Regions from separate parts of the Sus scrofa genome. Here region 1 is linked to region 2. Evidence: chromatin contacts called from public promoter capture Hi-C data. All regions are on one chromosome and are shown on one strand. Each heading gives the region's core, a stretch centred on a gene start, on an enhancer-like site or on the middle of the called end of the contact. The rest is flanking DNA. Distances are from core to core; before and after follow the strand shown. Region 1 holds the start of EIF3L (eukaryotic translation initiation factor 3 subunit L). Region 2 holds the start of DDX17 (probable ATP-dependent RNA helicase DDX17).

Region 1 (7,477 bases), core at 438-2,937, 510 kb before region 2:
CTACACAGCTGTGTCAGGATGGGATCTCCCATTGTGTCCTTTTTTCAGATTCTACGTGTAAGTGATAGCATACGGTGTTGGTGTCTCACTGTCTAACTTCCCTTAGCATGACAATTTCTAGGTCCATCTATGTTACTTCAAATGCCATTATTTCTTTACTTTTAACAGCTGAGTAATATTCCATTGTGTATATGTACCACGTCTTCTTTATCCACTCCTCTGTCCATGGATATTTAGGCTGCTTCCATGTCTTGGCTATGGTATATAGTGCTGCAGTGAACATTGGAGTTCATGTATCTTTTCAAGTCATGGTTTTCTCTGGATAGATGCCCAGGAGTGGATTGCTGGATCAAATGGTAATTCTATATTTAGCTTTCTGAGGAATCTTCATACTGTTTTCCACAGTGGTTGCACCAATTTATATTCCCACAAAATTTTATTATTGATAATTTGGAAAAATTCCTCCTGACTTCACAATTCTTTTTTTAGTAATGCCATGAACATTTTGAGAGTTGTCAAAGTTGAGGGCAACCAGTATCAAACTTTTTTCCTATATTAACTGTAAGTTTTCAGTTAATTTCAACCTTTCTAGTGCCCTGATTAACCTTAAATACATATTTCATTGAAGACACCCATTGATCCACAGCCCGTGGTAGCTGTATCTTATACACTGAAGGCAGTAACTATTCCCAGAAGAGTATCACATAAGCATATCTTACTAAACTCAAATGTTCCCAGTAGGAATGTCTCTGAAATCCCAAACGCCACTAGACACAGGGGTTAAGTGTGACAGGAGAAATTGAAATAGAAAACGGTTCTAAGGAATTGCAGTAGAAATATTACTTTTGCAAATTTCACAAAAACCCTGTAACTATATTAGCACTCTCCTTGAGCCAACGAAGAGTCCCGGGGACTCCATGAGCCTTTTAGCTTAGTCCTACGATGGTATCACCGCTCGGTTTACAGACAAAGGAGTAAACTCAAAGCAAAAATGCGACATGAGAAGCTGGGGCCAGGCATTGCCATTCTAAATGGCTAACCTAAGGCTCTGGACCCACATATTGGCTTGTATCGCTTTGTTTTACAACCCGGTCCCTAACTCTAGGTCATCCCCAGGAGTCCAACTCCACCCACAGCGTGAGAGTTCATGCTGTAAGCGTGGGTAGGTCCCACGACAACGGCCTCACACCGCAGCTGGCTTCACCTTTGCCTGTTGCAACCTTAATGTCCAAAGTTGGGAAGCGCCTTTTCTCAACGCCCTCTCAACGCCCAAGTCTCAACTTTTACATCCAGTAACTTTATATTGTTGAGGTCGAAACGTTTGAAGACATTTTTCGCTACAGGCAACTCGCTTAACACCTAAATCCACATTCAGCCCCCCCCCACCCCATGTCGGAATTTCCCTTCACGCGAGAGGTCCGCCCGCGGGAGCTGTCAGCCATCTTTTGTGTGGCATCATTTTGTAGCTTCTCTTACTTTGCCCAACCTTTATTACGCTGAAATATTTCATGTCCTTATTTCTGAATGTTTTCAAGTACTATTGAGTCATCTTCTTTGTAGAGTCTCTATTTGAAGATAGAGGAATAATGTGTTTAATCTCATTCGCCCTTCCCAGCATGGCTGCCTCAGGTTGCCGAAGGCCCCGGAAGAGCTTCTGGTTTCCCAGCCAACTCGAGATGGGCTGGACTTCCGGCGTCCAGACGCAGGCGAGGTGCGCTTTTTCCGCTCTTTCCTCCTGGGCCTCGGAGCGCCGCAGCCATGTCTTATCCCGCTGATGATTATGAGTCGGAGGTAAGCTGCCCCTAGGCGTGTTCTGGGCGCCGCAACATGGACAGGGCTCTTTGGGTGTTGGGCCCCGCGGGGGGACAGTGTCTGGGTCTCTAGGAGCCCCCGTGGGCCGCGACCAGCCCCAGCCGGCCTCTCTGCCAGCACTGCTCTCACTGCTGCCACCCTACCCTCCCGGCTCCTCATCAGCCTGGTCTCAGCCCGCCCACCTCGCGTGTCTCGTTTTCTTTTCCTTTTCTTTCCGAAGCCCAAGAACGGAGGCTGGTCATAGGGTTCTGTGTTTCTGTAATTGAACTCTGATTTCTTAGGCCCTGGCCTTAGTCCTGCCAAACCTCGTCGATTCCCACAGCTTCTGTGCTTTGCTGTATCTCATTGCAGCTGCAACGCGGTATTGTCGTTGTCTGTTTATTCTCCCTTTTCTCATAGGGATGTGAGTTCCTCCAAGGCAGGGACTGCGTCTTACCCCCTTTGTATCCTTAGAACCCAGGAGGAGCATTTTGGATTCACGAATTGGTGACGGTCTTGTTTGTCTCTTTCGTTAACAGACTGCTTATGATCCCTATGCTTACCCGGGCGACTATGATATGCACACAGGTGAGTCTACAGTTTGTCTGGCTAGCTGGGTACTTCTAGGGATTGGCACCCTTTTGAATGTCTCAGAACAGCTTTGCCGGGCACCTGTTTAAGACTACGTCTTGATAGTCCAGGTTTGGAGTCAAGTTACTAACTCTCAAAGGGAGGGTGGTATATAGCCTATTAAACCAGGCCTTTTTCATGGTCCATCTCAAAGTCTCAGAAGGGAAGGATTACTGTCTCAGCTGTTTAAACTATTAGCTGAAGAAAAAAGCCTTTTGGGGGGGGGGCTGCCCCTGTGGCACGTGGGGATTACTGGGCCAGAAACTGAACCCTCACCACAGCATCGACCTGAGCTACTGCAGTGACAACATCAGATCCTTAATCCACTGCACCGCAGGGAAATTCCAGAAGAAGACATCTTGTGAAAAGTTAAAAGTGATTCAAACCAAGTCCAGATGAAACCTTTTTGGAAGGTTTTTGAGGTTTCCTGGGTTGTTACGATGACTTGGTTTGACTTAGCCCTTTGTACGTGCCGTGTGTTGTCCTGGATACTTTGTGTGAAGTATTTCATTTAGTCCTTACAGCAGTTCTATAAATACATAAATTAATGTTTCCATTTTCTAGGTGAAAAAACAGCACAGAGAAATTTAGTTACTTGCATCAAGTCATATATGTAGAAAACAGCAGTCATTCGCTCAAAAAAATCAAGTGCCTACTACTAAATTCCTTCTTTTCACAGTTTTCCCCCTACCTCCCACACGCACGGAGAACTCTTTCTCGTCTAGAGGCACCTGTCTCATACACCTGGGTACAAGACAGACAAGGTTCTTGCTCCTATAGGGTTGAGGTTCTAGTGGGGGAAACAATAAGTAAATAAGTAACTTTAGGTAGCAGGAAAGGTTCTGAAGAAACAGGCCAGGGAGTTCCCGTTGTGGCGCAGTGGTTAGCGAATCCGACTAGGAACCATGAGGTTGCGGGTTTGATCCCTGCCCTTGCTCAGTGGGTTAACGATCCGGCTTTGCCATGAGCTGTGGTGTAGGTCGCAGACGCAGCTCGGATCCCGCATTGCTGTGGCTCTGGGTAGACTGGCGGCTATAGCTCCAATTCGACCCCTAGCCTGGGAACCTCCATATGCCATGGGAGCGGCCCAAGAAACGGCAAAAAGACAAAACAAAACAAAATGAAAGAAACAGGCCAGTGGCGATTGAGAGTGACATAAAGAGAATTTATATTTCTGGGTGTTTAAAAGGGAATGGGAGTTCCCTTGTGGCTCAGCGGGTTAAGGATCTGATGCCACTGCTGTGGCTCTGGTCACTGGATTGCTGTGGGAACTTCTGCATGCCTCCCCCCCTCCCCACAAAAGGAATAATACCCAATTGTATAGACTTTAGTTTAGGGGGTGGGAGGCCTTGCCCTTTTGTTACACATGTGGATTTGAGATGTCATATCCCACCTCTAGGCGATCCGAAGCAGGATCTGGCTTATGAACGTCAGTATGAGCAGCAGACCTATCAGGTGATTCCCGAGGTGATCAAAAACTTCATCCAGTATTTCCACAAAACTGTGTCGGACTTGATTGACCAGAAGGTGTATGAACTACAGGCCAGTCGCGTGTCCAGCGATGTCATTGACCAAAAGGTGTATGAGATCCAGGACATCTATGAGAACAGGTATGGGCCACCTGCCGAAATGACCTCCTACTGGGTGGGACTGGCTGGATAAAGCGGTCCCCGAAGAGGGGTAATGTTTTGTCATTCTCTCTGTAAAGAGCGCGCCCAAGGGGTTTCTTTGATTCTTTGGGGCTAGGGACATGTTATTTTGTAGAGTTTATCCCCAGAACTTACAAGGCCTAAAATAATAACACCACTGTCGATTATAATTAAAATAGCAACTAGATGTATGATCAGTGTGTGCCCTTCGCAGTAACCCCATGAAGTAGGTTCTATTGTTTTCCTCATCTTTCAGGTGAGGAAGCAGCACAGAAAGGCTAAGTGACAAAGCCTAAGTGCACGTGCTGAGTGCCGAGCTGCACAGACTGTCTGTCGCCAGAGCCCGATTTCACTAAACTGTGCCCTACAACTTCTCAGTGCGAAACAGCGTGAGCCCTGAGTGGTCGCTTCTGGTACTGAGGGGCCTGCCCTTGTATACTCAGTGTTAGAGAGTCAGGAAACGGCTTCACCAAGGAAACGGGGTGATGAGCATCTTGGGCAGCCGTGTCTGGGTTGGATGCTCTAGGGCTCTTGTGGCATCAGACTCTCTGCTTCTGTATTTGGAGAAGGGCGAGGAGGCACGTGCTCTGGGGCTGGAAAGGGAGGTGGAAAGTTAAGGGAGGGGCAGGGTGGCTCAGAAGTGGCTCTCAAACTAGAGAATCATAGGCAGTGATACAGGACTAGAGTTCCTGACGGAGAGGCAGGAGATAATCCCGCAGAGTTTGGCGGGTGCCTCACTGATGTGAAAGAAGTATTTTAATAAGAAAAGTTGGCAGAGGAGTTCCTGTCATGGCAAAGCAGAAACGAATCCGACTGGGAACCATGAGGTTGTGGGTTTGATCCCTGGCCTCACTCAGTGGGTTAGGGATCCAGTGTTGCCGTGAGCTGTGGTGTAGGTTGCAGAATGGCTTGGATCCCGTGTTGCTGTGGCTGTGGCCGGCAGCTGTGGCTCCAATTGGACCCCTAGCCTGGGAACCTCCATATGCCACAGATACAAAAAAAAAAAAAAAACCAAAAACTTATTTCTTGCCCATCAAACCAAAAAAAAAAAAAAAATGAAAAGTTATCTGAGGAGTTCCCTTGTGGCTCAGTGGGGTAAGCGTCCAGCATTATCAGTGCTGTGGCACGGGTTTGACCCCTGGCCTGGGAACTTCTGTGTGCTGCGGGCCTGGCCAAGAAAAAGGAAAAGAAAGGCGGTCTGGGTGCGGGTTTGGGTGAGGAAAGTTGTAGGCTCAGAGGCACTGGCCGTGGCTCTGCTTCTGGGACTTCTTCCCCTTTCTGAGTTCGGGTCCTTGTCTATAAAAAGTGAGGGTTGTCTCTCCTCCAGTCCTTTGCTGTGTCGAAGTTCTAGAATATTCTGTTTGGTTTTCAGCTGGACCAAGTTGACTGAAAGATTCTTCAAGAATACCCCTTGGCCTGAGGCTGAAACCATTGCTCCACAGGTTGGCAACGGTAGGTGTGAGCGCTTTGTGTCCCGTGTGCAGGGTGGGATCCTGTGACTTGAGATCATTAGAAAGCTCAGGATGGCATGTGTCTGGTTTGCTCACCATTTTATTTCCCCAGCGTTTGGTGCAAAATAGATCTTTAGTACGTAACTTGTTGAATGAAAGCTGAATAAGCGAAGAGGGGACAGAGATTTTTCACATGAGATGAAAGCTGCAGTTTTTGTCATGACTGGTTTCCTTTTTTCCTCTGTAATTTTTGGGGTCATTATATTCGTTCCAAACTCGGCTCCTTGGCCTCCTCTCGTGTTTCATTTTTTTTTCTTTTTACAGCCACACTGGTGGCCAATGGAAGTTCCCAGTACTTAGTTTTCACAGTAACCCCAAGAAGTAGGTTCTGTTGTTTTCCTTAGTCGAATCGGAGCCGCAATTGCCGGCCTACACCACAGCCACAGCAGTGCAGGATCTGAGCTGCATCTGTGACCTACATCATAGCTCATGGCAGCACCACATCCCTAATCCACTGAGTGAGGCCAGGAATCAAACTCACATCCTCACCGAGGATACTAGTTGGATTCGTTACTGCTGAGCTACAACAGAATTCCTGTCGCTTTTCACTTTTTTTTGTCTTTTTTCTTTTTAGGGCCGCAAGTGCGGCATGTGGAAGTTCCCTGGCTAGAGGGTCGAATCAGAGCTGCAGCTGCCGGCCTACACCACAGCCACAGCAACGCGGGATCCAAGCTGTGTCTGCAACCTGCACCACATCTCACCGCAACACTGAATCCTTAATCCACTGAACAAGGCTAGGGATTGAACCCACATCCTCATGGTTCTTAGTCGGGTTCATTAACCACTGAGCCACAAAGGGAACTCCCATGTTTCACTTTCTGATGGTGTGATGTAGGAAGAGGCAACTTCATTCTGTTTTGGTTTTTTGGTTTGTTGGTTTTTTTGTCTTTTTCAGGGCCATTCCAGAGGCATATGGAGGTTCCCAGGCTAGGGTTTGAATTGGAGGTGTAGCCGGCCACAGCCACAGCCACAGCCACGCCAGATCCGAGCCATGTCTGCAGCCTGCATCACAGCTCACGGCAACTCCAGATCCTTAACCCACGGAGCGATGCCAGGGATCAAACCTGCATCCTCGTGGATACTAGTCACACTCGTTTCTGCTGAGCTATGAGGGGAACTCTGCCAACTTCATTCTTTTGCATGTAGATATCCAGCTGTCTCAGTATCACCAAGTTTGAGTAAGATCATTCTTTTTTCACTGAGTTGTCTGGACACTCTTGGGAGAAATTGGTTATCATGTAAATGTAGAGGTTTCTTTCTGGACTCTTCAGTTTGTCTCCATTAATGTACATGTGTCCTTCTGCTCATACCAACCACACTGTCTTGATTGTAGCTTTGAAGTAAAGTTTTAAAGTTGATTGGGAAGTGTAAGTCCTCCAACTTTATGGTGCTTTTTCAAAATTGCTTTGGATCTTCTCAATCTCTTGAATTTCCATATGAATATTAGGATCAGCCTGTCAATTTCTGCAAAAAAGCCAACTTGGGGAGTTCCCGTCATGGCTCAGTGGAAACGAATCAGACAAAGAACCATGAGGTTGTGGGTTTGATCCCTGACCTTGCTCAGTGGGTTAAGGATCTGGCGTTGCCATGAGCTGTGGTGTAGGTCACAGACGTGGCTCGGATCCCAAGTTTCTGTGGCTGTGGTGTAGGTCTGAGTTTGTAGGTCCAATTTGACCCCTGGCCTGGGAACCTCCATATGCCTTGGGTGCAGCCATAAAAAGACAAAAATAAATGACGAAAAAATTAAAAAGCCAGCTTGGATTTTGAAAGAGATCATGTTGGATCTGAAGACCAATTTGGGAAAATATTGTAATTTTACCAGTATCAAGTTCTGTAGTCCATGGACGTGGAATGTCTTTTCATTTATTTAGGTTTTTAATTTCCTTCAGCAATGTT
Region 2 (6,914 bases), core at 209-2,708:
AGCTTATGACTAGCAGGTCTGGTACTTGTGTTATCTGAACCACAAAAAACAAAAACGTTTGGAGAAAACAGCATTAACAGAATGCCTACTACAGGGACCATCGCATGGTATTTCAATTGAGAACAATGCGAAGTAAAGGCAGTTACCACCTCCATCTTCAGAAGAGAAAACAGACTCACAAAGGTTCAGGATCCTGCCCAAGGTCACACACACATACATATTAAGAGGTGACTGGGTCCCATAAACTTTTTATCCAGAGATAAAACTTTAATTACAAAAAAGTAAACAGCCCAAATACACACGGACCTCTTAAGCAACTTTTTAAACAGGGGCTTTAAGATTTGAATCTCAGTATCTGGGAGGACTCCAGGTTTAATCCTGTTAACTTCCAACCTAGTAACCGTGGCATTTATACATCAAAAGCTCTCAAGCTAGGGCGAGAAGTTAATGCTTCAGTCCAATTAGAGGGGGAAAAGGCCGAAACATTAAAAAAAAAAAAAAAAAAAAAAAACTTTAATAACTGCCAAACAAAACTCCCTCCCCAAACACGACCATGAAGATGGCAAATAATTCCACCATTTTGCATTCCAATGTGCTTCCTTCGAATTATTTTAAAAAACGACTAAAGGCAATTTTAAAATACTTTAAACGCTACAAGTCAGCCTCTTAGTCTCTGGTTTCAAACCAAGTTTCCAATCGCAGTAACACGGAAGCCATTTCGTGTTAAAAGATTTGCCTAGGCTGCACTCGGAGACCTCATCCTCTTCTCTCAGCAAGAACATCCGAGTTTCACGGATGAACACTGAGGCCTGGAGAGATCGAATGACCTGCCTAAATCGGCAGGGCTCGAAACCGAGAAACCAGGGAGGCCTGGGCTGGGTCTGCGGCGGCCAGGCCGCGCCACGACGACCGTACAGGAGCAGGGGCTGGGGCGTCGCCGAGCCGCCGCCCCCCCTGCCAGGTCACCCCGGGGCCCAGGGTCGGGCCCACGCTTTAAACCGCTATTATGTCCCGGGTTGCCTCGCCTCCCAGAGTTGGGAGCGTGGCTCCCAGGCCTGCGATCAGCTCAAAAGTCTTCCGCTCGACCGCAGGCGGCGGTCTCCTCAGGAGACAACCCCCTCCCCACCCCCCGCGCACACAAGGCCTTTCCTCTCCTCCAACTCCCGCTTACCCTCCACGGTCACGATCCCGGTCCCGGTCCCCAAAGCCGCCTCCGCGCATGGTCCCAAATGGATAGAGATCTGGGAGCGGGGCACGGATGGCCGGGCTCGGGAGGGCCTGCGGCTCCGGTCTGGTGACGACCGATGGCGGCGGCGCCTCCGCTGTTGGGGCGGCGGCAGGCGCGGCGCTCTCTCGCTCCGACGCGCTGTCTCCCGTCGCAGACGCCACCGTCGCCGCCTCTCTCGTCGGAGACGGGAGCAAAACACAGAGAATCGGGGTTATGAAAGCAGCGGGTAGGTTTGGCTACGCTCAAACCCGGCAGTGCCGCGGTTTAGGCGTCTCCCTCCTTCCCAGCGACTGCACAAAATGGCGGCCGGCGCTGAGACTGCTCCAGCTTAACGCTACGTACGTCGGAGACGATACGTAAACAGCGCCTCGGAAGAGCCAGAGGGCTTCGCGGAGTACTGTGGGTATTCTTGGAAGATTTTACGTCAGTTGCGGAGATGGATGCGTTTTGCGGTCGGTAGCAGAAAAACAAAGTACGGAAAGGGAGTAGAGTTCTCGCGCCACCTGAGCCAGAACTAGAGGTAGGGAGTGGAGGGGGAGAGCCTCCGGTGCGACGTAACATTCTTTGCGTCGTTAGCCGGCCCACTATTGCGAAGATGCGCAGTGTGCGTAACGCATTCTGTTTGGAGAATAGAGGATTTTGCCGGGTTCCGACACGGGACGGAACCCGGGCCTGCTTGTGCAAGTTGCTCTGCAGAGACAATAACTGTCCTCCATATTGCAGGCTTCAAGTTTCAGGGTCTCCAGGTGCCAAAAGCCCAGAAGTGTGGTCAGGGCCCCTGGCTAGCGCTCCTAGACGGCCCTTCCCGCCCTCTGGCCCCGCTGCCCTGGGCCTGGCGAGACTGGCCGCGCGGCCGGGCGCCATTTCTTTTCCGTTGCCTCGCTGCGCTGTTGCCGGCGGCCATGATGGATGCGGCTTGTCCGTTCTTTGGGGGATTAGTCAGGCGGCGAGGTCCCTGTTAAGTTGGATCTCTCTCTGCTACGCTTCGTTCACACCGGAGTGCATTTTCTGAACAGAATATTTGCACTGCCCTCGGTTGAGCACAATTGGCTAACAAAGAGCCAAAATGTGGGTGGAGCCTCTCTTAAGGTAGACGCTGAAGCGTCTCGGCCGCCATTACATGGCACCGCCTCGTGCCAGGCCCTTAGCGCTCTCCGGAGACAAAAGGCTTAAAAGCGGTGGTCTTCAGACGCTGAAAAGGTGAAGGCGTAAGCACATGTTTTTAACTAGGTTAGGCTGCCCTCATTTCTCAGTTCCTTCTAAACTGACTTTTTTCTCCCTCCCTCCCTGCTTCCTTCTTCCTTCAACTGCACTTTTAAAGTCTTAAAAGCTTGGCCAGGCAACGTCTCAGAATTGTCCAGTTGCTAGGACCCCTGGTGAGCAGCTCTTGAGTCTCTTCTATTTCTATAAATGGATAAAAGGGAAGAAGTTTGAGGTCTCTCACTGTGGGGGCCCAGTGGTGTCTCCTACTCTGGCCCTGCTGTTTCCTAAATTACTAGAAAAGTAGCATAGGGAAAGGAGCGTCATGACAGGCTGAGCAGATGTCTGTCAGCCCATAGACAGGATGGACAATCCCCGATTCTTTGGACAAGGGTTGAAGGCCTAATGATCCAAGCATTGTGCTAAGCACTTTGGCACAGCTGTGAACAAGCAATAAGTACCTACATCTGTGGAGATTACGCTAGTGGGGAGATAATAAATGTGGGTGGTTTTTTTTTTTTTTTAAGTTTCTTTTTTTTATTTTCCCACTGTACAGCAAGGGGGTCAAGTTATCCTTACATGTATACATTACATTTTTTTTCCCCATCCTTTGTTCTGTTGCAACATTAGTATCTAGACAAAGTTCTCAATGCTATTCATCAGGATCTCCTGGTAAATCTAAGTTGTGTCTAATAAGCGCAAGCTCCCGATCCCTCCCACTCCCTCCCCCTCCCATCAGGCAACCACAAGTCTCTTCTCCAAGTCCATGATTTTCTTTTCTGAGGAGATGTTCATTTGTGCTGGATATTAGATTCCAGTTATAAGTGATATCATATGGTATTTGTCTTTGTCTTTCTGGCTCATTTCACTCAGTGTGAGAGTCTCTAGTTCCATCCATGTTGCTGCAAATGGCATTATGTCATCATTCTTTTTTATGGCTGAGTAGTATTCCATTGTGTATATGTATACCACATCTTCCGAATCCAATCATCTGTCGATGGACATTTGGATTGTTTCCATGTCCTGGCTATTGTGAATAGTGCTGCAATGAACATGCGGGTGCACGTGTCTCTTTTGAGTAGAGTTTTGTCCGGATATATGCCCAAGAGTGGGATGGCAGGGTCATATGGAAGTTCTATGTATAGATTTCTAAGGTATCTCCAAACTGTTCTCCATAGTGGCTGTACCAGTTTACATTCCCACCAACAGTGCGGGAGGGTTCCCTTATGTGGGGGTTTTTTTTGCTTTTGTTGTCTTTTTTGCATTTCTTGGGCCGCTCCTGTGGCATATGGAGGTTCCCAGGCTAGGGGTCGAATGGGAGCCATAGCCGCCGGCCTATGCCAGAGCCACAGCAACGCAGGATCTGAGCCGTGTCTGCAACCTACATCACAGCTCACGGCAACGCCAGATCCTTAACCCACAGAGCAAGGCAGGGGATCAAACCCTCAACCTCATGGTTCCTAGTCCGGATACGTTAACCACTGAGCCACAACGGAAACTCCATAAATGTGTTTTTTAAATTGTTATTTCAACAAATGTTTATGTCAGGCAGTTACTAATTGAAATAAAAATTAAAAACAGTAAAGGGATAGTGTGTGCCTGAGGGGGAGGGGAGTGTATTTGTGACAGTATTTTACAGAGAATGTCCTGGGAAGGCCTTCCTGACCAAAGGACATTTGAGCAGAGCCCTAAAGTGGAAGAAGCAGGCTTACTAACAGGAAAAAGCAGGTACGAAGTCCCTGAGGCAGAATGTGGCTGGAGTAGATAGAGCAAGGAAGCCAGATAGGAGAGGGCCAGATTATGAAGGATTTGTAGGCCAGTTTAAGGACTTTGTTTTTTTCCTTTCAGTAAAATGGAAATCTCTAGAAGGTTCTAAGCAGAGTGACATAATAAAAGGAACCCTATCACTGCAGTCTAGAGAATAAATTGAGAGTGAGCCAGGACAGAAGCCTACAGATTGATTAGGAAACTAGTACAGTAATCCAGACAAGAAACCACGGGCTTAGTTTAGTGCAGGTTAAGAGCAATGGGTAAGGGAAAAACGATGTAATTGAAAATCTAGTCAATGATTTGTCAATGAGTGGGATTTGAAAGAAGAGTCAAGGATGAATCTTGTAGGAGTAGCCAACAATTAAGTTCCTACTAAGATTTCGGCTGTATAAGCAAGCACTGAAGGAGTTATCTTGACTGGTTTGCCTGTTCACAACTATGCAACTTCATAGTCATTAAACTCACCCAAATGTGAAAATAATCCCCTGCTTTCTAGCTTGGTATGACCCAGATTAGTTTTTTGATAACTTGGTTTATTGTACAGAGGAACATGTGTTTGAACTGCCCGGGTCTGCTTATACACTAAATGTGTACTACAAGATCTGAGGTTGGTTGAATACATGGATGTAGAACCTCAGATTCAGCCTGTATATAAAAATATAGGCTGCTTTTCAACTGCATGGAGGTTGGGCATCCCTAACATCCATGTTGTTCAAGCGTCAACCATGCTTTAGATATAAGCGGTTGAGAATACTGAGGTGCTTAAGTCAACAAGGTAACCTCAAGCATTTGCCTTCAAACTATGATATACAAGCGACACATTAGAACAGAGTTTTCAGGAAATCTATTTCCAGAGCTTGAACTTTCATATATATTCACTTCTAAAATTGATATAACTGAGAAATTTGTCCAAAAGTGCATCCTCCCATTTTACAAACAAAAAGAGTATATATCTTATACTCAAAATCTTACTATGGACTTTGCCATGGATATAAAAATCTCAGAGATGACAAATAGAAGAAAAATTAGTAATGCTAATATTGATGTGAAAAAAGTAAATGTTTCTAATGACTTGGTAACACATCCTTTTGCAAATCAGAATTCCAGTTTCTGGTTTTCAGAAAAAATGGAAGAAGTACCATGTGGAATGTTCAGCCAATAGATCCTTAAAAATAACTTCTTAAGATAGATTACTGGATTTTTGCTATATATCGTGGAAGGAGATCAAATTATTGGGGGAGATTACCATAATAAAACTCTTTCCATTCGCAACTACTAAATTATGTGATCAAAGTTTCTCAGCACTTAATGGCTATAGAAAAGGAGAAAAAAATTGCTGAAAGTAATATTTTTTGTAAGATCTACTTTTTTTTTAACTTTCTATTGTATAAAAAGTTGCATTTCCATTAAAAATTTTACTTTCTGGAATTCCATTTATGGCTCAGCAGTAATGAAACTGATTAGGATTCATGAGGTTGTAGGTTCGATCCTTGGTCTTGCTCAGTGGGTTAAGGATCCTGTGTTGCTGTGAGCTGTGGTGTAGGTCGAAGCTGTGGCTCGGATCTGGCATTGCTATGGCTATGGCTATAGGCTGGCAGCTGTAGCTCCAATTAGATCCCTAGCCTGGAAACTTCCATATGCCACGGGTGAGGCCCTAAAAAGGCAAAAGACAATAAATAAATTTTAAAAATTTACTCTCTGTTTAATAGTTATTAAGAGTTGTAATATATTTATGTTGCTTTGCTAATTGTGTTCTAAAAATTGCAATAATAACAATCCAGGAGAAAGTTGTTTTTTTTTTTTTTTTTGTCTTTGTTGTTGTTGTTGTTGTTGCTATTTCTTGGGCCGCTCCCGCGGCATATGGAGGTTCCCCGGCTAGGGGTCGAATCGGAGCTGTAGCCACCGGCCTACGCCAGAGCCACAGCAACGCGGGATCCAAGCCGCGTCTGCAACCTACACCACAGCTCACGGCAACGCCGGATCGTTAACCCACTGAGCAAGGGCAGGGACCGAACCCGCAACCTCATGGTCCCGCAACCTCATGGTTCCTAGTCGGATTCGTTAACCACTGCGCCACGACGGGAGCTCCCAGGAGAAAGTTTAATGCATAGAACCTTAGGGTCACAAGAAAGGAAAAAAAATTTAATTTTTATGCCACAATTTTCTGTGGCAGAGAAATAAAATTAAGTGATGAATAAGACATATTGATAGGGACAGAATAGGATAGTTACACAGGTAGTTGTTGAAGTCTCAGTAGGGAACCATAGATAGGGAAGCCTAAGGAACTTTGGGAGACCACTGTAAGTTAATAGTGGCTCAAGAAAACTATCAGAATGAAGCAGGCTTGCTTAACTATAAAACCATAAACAAAAGTACTTGAGATAACGCCTCAGTCATTATGTGGCAGATAAAATGAGGCCTGCATTCAAGTTCAGCAAGATAATGATCCTTAGGACCTAGGAGAAGAATTTAAGGGAAAGAGGACATTACAAAGTAGGAGACCCTCATTATAGAGGAGACCTCAGGAAACCTAAGATAATTCAACGTATTTTAGCACATGTTTCCACCCTAAAGCTGATTGGAGTAAGCACCATCACAGTCCTAGTTTGACCTCATAGGGTCAAATACTCTCTTACCCAATATGAGGGAGGAGCAAATGATGAAGCCTGAGAGCTGCCTGAAGAATGAGGAACAAGGCTGTCTTTTCCCACTCTCC

What was found. Promoter capture Hi-C pulls out the DNA fragments that hold promoters and counts their contacts.
Region 1: a contact with region 2 is called in a promoter capture Hi-C map of liver, with 2.8 times the contacts expected there. The contact joins the promoter of EIF3L here to the promoter of DDX17 in region 2. A contact is called at or near these places in 1 of 5 promoter capture datasets (liver) and 1 of 2 datasets of contacts at active chromatin or transcription factors (skeletal muscle).

What each region holds. Positions count from the first base shown.
Region 1 is chr5:9,990,275-9,997,751 of Sscrofa11.1, reverse strand. It overlaps EIF3L (eukaryotic translation initiation factor 3 subunit L), which reads left to right and starts at 1,687. Exons shown (of 13, transcript NM_001244086.1): 1 at 1,687-1,791; 2 at 2,331-2,379; 3 at 3,821-4,031; 4 at 5,443-5,522. The coding sequence starts at 1,759.
Region 2 is chr5:9,480,336-9,487,249 of Sscrofa11.1, reverse strand. DDX17 (probable ATP-dependent RNA helicase DDX17) reads right to left here and starts at 1,458. Exons shown (of 13, transcript XM_021091487.1): 1 at 1,172-1,458. The coding sequence starts at 1,458. It overlaps LOC110260646 (a long non-coding RNA gene), which reads left to right and starts at 1,598. Exons shown (of 3, transcript XR_002343895.1): 1 at 1,598-1,748.